Regions from separate parts of the Mus musculus genome. Here region 1 is linked to region 2. The links are chromatin contacts, called in public HiChIP or PLAC-seq maps. All regions are on one chromosome and are shown on one strand. The core of a region is the stretch at or near the end of the contact, and the rest is flanking DNA. Distances in the headings are between cores, read along the strand shown.

Region 1 (3,012 bases), core at 269-2,768, 970 kb before region 2:
TCGAAAAAAAAAAAAAAAAAAAACAAAACAAAACAAAAAAAAATTAAAGTTACAGGAAGGGGCAGGGGCAGAGGCAGAGAGGCAGGGGTGGGGCAAGGGGCAGGATTAGGGACAGGGTTGGTGGGTGGGGCAGAGAGGTAGAGGCAGGCAGATCTCCGAATTCCAAGCCAGCCTGCTTTACACAGAGATTTTTCAGGTCAGCCAGGGCGAAATTGTGAGGCATGGTCACAAACCAACAAAATATTTGGATTGAAGTAAGAAATCACTCATAGAAAAAGATGTTTTAAGCAGGATTTCTCTGTTACTGAGGCTAGTCTTCCACTTGTGTGTTTGCTGGGGTTCCCAGAAGGCACACAGACGTGTATACAGGAAAGGCAGAGGCAGGATGTCTATGAGTTCAAGGCCAGCCTGATCTACACAGAGAGTTCCAGGACAGCCAGAGATACACAATAGACGCTGTCTTTAAAAAGCTTTGTGTGGTCTGATATAGGTCTCATATAGCTGAGTCTGAGCATCAGAACTGGTTGATCATGCTGACCCTCCTAGGCAGTCTTGTGCCTACTCCTTTGCTTGTTCATTGTATACCCATAATCCTTTGCTTGTATATCCATAATCCAAGAACTCAGGAGGAAGAGAATAAAGGGTTTCTGAGTTCAAGACCTGACTGCAACATTATTTCAAAGGGTTCAACAAACATAACTCTAAAACGGTTTATAAAAAAATATAGGCATATAGATAGATATACAGAAGGTGTGATCCAAAACTGCAGATGCTGGGCTGGAGAGATGGCTCAGTGGTTAAGAGCACTGACTGCTCTTCTGAAGGTCCTGAGTTCAAATCCCAGAAACCACATGATTGCTCACCACAGATCTGTAATGAGATCTGATGCCCTTTCTGGTGAGTCTGAAGACAGCTATAGTGCACTTACATATAACAGTAAATAAATCTTAAAAAAAAACCCTGCAGATGTTAAGAATTTTTCGATCTAGATGCTGAATATACAGATAACCACTGCCCTTTTTTTTTTTTTTTTTTTTTTTTTGATACAGGGCTTCTCTGTTGTATAGCCTTGGCTGTCCTGAAACTCACTCTATAAACCACGCTGGCTTTAAACTCAGAGGTCTTCCTGCCTCTGCCTCCCCAGTGCAGAGGTTAAAGGTGTGTGCCACCACTCATGGGCTCTTACCATTTTTTTTTTCACTATGCATTAAAATTTGCATAATAAGCTGGGCGTGGTGGAGCACACCTTGAATTCCAGAACTGAGGAGGCTGAGGCGGGCAGAATCCTGTGAGTTCGAGGTCTAAATAGAGAGGTTCCTTGGTCTATCAAGAGAGCTCCAGATCAGTCTTTGCTACACATAGTGAGACTCCGTCTCAAAAAGAAAAAGAAAAAGAAAAAGAAAAAAAAAAGCGCGGAATAAAATACAGGAGGAAATACACCACCCCATCCCGAGCTGTAGTAGGTCCTCCTGCGCATGCTCACAGGACCTGCGCGCTCGTCTCCGCCCCCTGGTGTACGCAAGCGCAGGACGCAGGCGCGCAGTCAGAAAACACGAGACTCAAGCTGAGGGACGCAGTTCGGATCTGAGGTGTGGATCTGAGGAAGGATGGAGGCACTGAAGGTGGAAAAGTTCACGACTGCCAACCGGGGAAACGGGCTGCGTGCTGTGGCTCCACTGCGCCCCGGGGAGCTGCTCTTCCGCTCCGACCCCTTGGCTTACACTGTGTGCAAGGGGAGTCGTGGCGTAGTCTGTGATCGCTGCCTACTGGGGTACGTACGGAACCTGAGCCCGGGGCGCGTGGCTCTGCGGGTGGGGGTGGGCCTCGAGGGCACAGCTCTGTGGGGTGTCTGCAGCACCCTAGGCTGCGGTGGGAATTGGGGGAGGCAGTGGTGCAGATGAAGGGGAAGCGTCGGGCAGATAATTTTGCTGGGGAACAAAAATATTCAAAGCCTGTGCAACGAGCTTCATTGGTTGTGGAAATCAGAAGTGGCAGGGGGGTGTGAGTCTGGGAAGGAGTAGGGGTGTGTACGTCAGGATCAGAACTGAGGCCCCACCTGACCTGTCTTGCGGGAGGAGCGAGAAGCCTGGTGTTTATGTTGTACTTTGCTGGTCTGGATTTTACGTGGCTTGGGTTTAGGAAGATGAATGAGACATCCCTAAGGACTGGAGCAAATGAGAATTAACCGTGTAACAAAAGAGCAAAATAAGAGATGCAAACAGTCTACTCTAGGAGCGTAGGACTCGCGGTGTGCTTTGCCCTCTAGAGATTGTGCGGACAAATGTAACTCACCACCTCTGTGTAGATGCAACAGTTTATGTGACAGTGTTTCGAAGTCTGGAAGCACGGTGTCAGCGGAGGGTGCTTTACTGTTTATAGAGTTGTGTAACATATACACTTCCGTCCGCACACATCGGGTTCCCACCATGCACTGGGATAAGGACTCTGAGGTAGGTAGGTTCCAGACCCATCCCTCTGTGTTTGGGGTGGGTAGAGGTGGGGAGTCTAGCTTTACTATACATTCCAGGATACTCCCCTCGCTCCCCTCTCCTCCCTCCTCAGTCCCCGCCCCCTCAGACAGGGTTTCTCTGTAGCTGCTCTGTAGACTAGGCTGGCCTTCTCTGCGTCCCAAAGTCTTGCTGTTACCAACGCCCGGCTTCCACAATATTCTTGTTTAGTTTATAACTGAAGACTTCGCTTTGCATTTTAAAGTTAGCAAATAATAATGTTATCTGTTATCTTCTCAAGTGGTGATCGAAATGACATGCACACACCTGCACGCGATTTGTTGCTGAAAGAGCAGCGGGAAGTTTGTGGGGTTAAAGCAATTCACTCCCTTCACAACTCGGCCTCGAATGCCACGAACCCCCTTCTCACAGACTAATTGGAGAAAGCAGGACTCTTCCTTCATTGTGTTACATACTTTGTAGGCTATTTAGAGTGTAGATGTACCTCACCCCATGGCAGAGAGCTTACTGCTTAAGTCCTAAAGCATTAAGTGGTAAAGATGAT
Region 2 (2,824 bases), core at 57-2,556:
CCGACACCTAAAGTGTTGGTTCAAGTTGACATAACATAGTGACTCTGCCCTGTGTACAAAAGATAAAAAAAGGTTTGAGAAGTCTATGATCCACTAAATACATACCAACGTGTGAACCCCATTTTTCTTCTTTCAATGCATGTGGAGCAATTGTCCTTCTGTCCACGAATCTACCAGGCCCGTGTTTCTTTGGCCTTCACAGTATAAATGTTGTATGTCAGACTTGGTGTTGGTGAGAAAGACACGGTGCTGTGTAGTTCTTCCCAATCTGGTGGGTGCTAGGAACAGACTCTGGTGAATGGAGTTTGGGGTACAGAGAGCAGCTACTATACCTGAACTGTTGCCCTGTTGCTACTATACATGAATCTGTGTGATGCTGGGGACTGAGCCTATGGCCTCACGCATGGAAGTCAACGGCTCTAAAACTGGCCTATTTCCCCAGCTCATCCCCTTCTTTCTTGAAGCATGAGTATAAGGATGGCGCATCTGCCTGTGCAGCAGAGAGGGACAGCTTCCCATTGCAAAACTGAGGCTGAAAAGCATGACCTGGGACCAGAAATGTCTTGAGAATCTGTGGGAACCTTAGGAAATTCAGCGTCGGCCAACGAAGTGCATGTGAGTCAACTCTCCCCACCTGCTTCATGCTCAGCACTGAGAGACTCGGAGCCAGCTATGCTGTCCTCCTCTGCACTCCAGATCCTATGGGAGTCTGAAGCTTCTAATGCAGGAGACATCTCCTTGCTCTTCCAGACTCCTCACCAGCATCTAGGGTGCAATCGTGTGTTATCACATCGCAGAGGACAGAGACAGTGCCGCTAGAGTCACCGAGATGGCCTAAGGGGTCTGAACCTCAACAGGTGACTTCTGCTGGATGCAGTAGGCTGAGTGTTCATGTTTCCCCAAAAGTTACACATTAAAAACGAAATCATCCCCATCCCTCAGATGACAGCAGAAGCATAGAGATTATGACAAGAGGGTGGCAAAGCTCTCTGTCTTAGTCGTTGTTCTAGTGCTGTGAAGGGACACCATGACCAAGGCAACTGTTATGAAAGAAAGCATTTCATTGGACTCTTGATTACAGTTTCAGAGGTGTAGTCCATCGTCAACACATAGGGAACATGGCAGTACACAGCAAACATGATGCTGGAGCAGTAGCTAAGAGCTACTTCTTGATCTGGAGGCAGCAGGAAGAGAAAGTCACTCTGGGCGTGGCTTGGCCTTTTGAAGCCTCAAGGCCCACCCCCCAGTGGCTCACTTCCTCCATCATGGCCACACCTCCTAGTCATTCTCAACCGGTGCCACTCCCTGATGACACAGCATTCAAGTATATGAGCCTACAGGGGCCATTCTTATTCAAACCACCACACTCTCACAGAGGGAATACAGGTCCTCATTAAAGAGATTCTAAGCAGGAAGCCAGTATTTTCTGCTATGGGAAAGGACACTGAAGAAGAGGGAGAAAGAATGTGAAGCAGAGAGCAGCCATGAGGAGGCAAGGGCCTACCCCTCAGGCACTCTGAGAACTGAAGGAAATGAATGGATCCAGCTACCAGGCTCACGAATTCCACTGTGCATCCTGAAGGTATAACCATCCTTGCCCTGCCTGTTTCTGACCAGTGTTGATAAGTTTGCTCTTTGGGATATCCAGGAGGCCCATGGGCTTTCTACAAGCCTCCAGCGGGCATGCAAGCATTCAGGCATCCCTGCATCCCTTTCCTCTCCAAGGGGCAAAATGACGTTGAGAGTGGATGACTAAGCAAAACCAAGAACATGAGGACAAAGAACTCCTCAAGAACCCCAGAGAGCCAGCCCTCAGACACCTGGCTCTGCCTCAGAGAAGGGCACCTCCTGCCACTGCAGCTTTCTCTTCAGAGACCAAGAGGCAATGTCAACAGGCCAGCACTACTGCCCAGGGCACCACCTCCACCTCTGTAGATCACCAGCTGGCCGCTTCCCCTCACCCAGAAGCGACTTCATTACCTGTCAGAGGATAGAAATCATTTGTCGTGTTTTTACCCTTTCCTTCATCAAAATTTTTAGAGAATTTAACTTCAAAAAGGAATTCATATATACTGTGTGCACAAAGGGATATCTACTGCATGCACAGAACAATCCAAAAGCCAGATACTGATGGACTAGTGACAAGCACTGGTGCAGGTCAGGAGACATGAGTGGGCAAAATATCAGCCGAAACAAATTCTGTGGAAACTACAGTGGAACTCGGAAGCCCGGGGGCCTCTACATGGCCAGCGCGAGCTTCCTAAGCCTCCATTAAACTCCCACCACCTCCTCCTGAACCACCATACAGGGTATGACTGGAATCACTGGAAACTACAAGCACCCTATAAAAAGATAAATTAACTCCCACACAAAGCCTACAACCCTTGGTTTCCTTCCCCCATGGATGCCCCATGCAGGAAGCAGAAGGCCCAGTCAGGCATATTAAAACCAGGCCTTTGTATTGAGTTTTCTGCCATGGCTACATACATGCATACATGCATACATAGATACATACATACATACATACATACATACATATATACATACATACAGCTCATAAAGCTGTCACAGGCTAACCTGCAGCTGCCCCCGGCTTCCTCCCTCAGCCTGTGAGACAGCCATCCTCGGATGAATGCACTCTTAACTGCACAGCTCACTTTATTAGCTGCCTTGACCACCAATAAAACCTTCACCCTCTCGATATCTGAAACCTGAGACAGGATGTCCACTGAGTCATCAACCTCTGTGATCCATTTAGCACTCTGAAAACACAGGCACACACACATACACATACCACATGCACACACACACACAGCTCACATAT

Evidence for each region. HiChIP or PLAC-seq counts read pairs in DNA pulled down with a chosen protein or histone mark.
Region 1: an H3K27ac HiChIP or PLAC-seq map of embryonic stem cells shows a contact between it and region 2, with 4 times the contacts expected there. The contact joins the promoter of Smyd3 here to the enhancer-like site in region 2. A contact is called at or near these places in 3 of 39 promoter capture datasets (frontonasal cranial neural crest, hippocampal neurons and liver) and 2 of 115 datasets of contacts at active chromatin or transcription factors (embryonic stem cells and neural tube).

Annotation. Positions count from the first base shown.
Region 1 is chr1:179,516,547-179,519,558 of GRCm38.p6, reverse strand. Smyd3 (SET and MYND domain containing 3) reads left to right here and starts at 1,518. Exons shown (of 12, transcript NM_027188.4): 1 at 1,518-1,771. The coding sequence starts at 1,608.
Region 2 is chr1:178,543,228-178,546,051 of GRCm38.p6, reverse strand. All of the region lies in intron 2 of Kif26b (kinesin family member 26B), which reads right to left. Among named protein-coding and RNA genes, the nearest start is that of Kif26b, 16 kb to the right of the region's middle. Within about 2 kb of position 1,306, at least 36 of the 459 cell types and tissues checked have an H3K27ac peak or open chromatin away from gene starts, as enhancers often do. A contact at or near this core is called in embryonic stem cells, where this site is marked.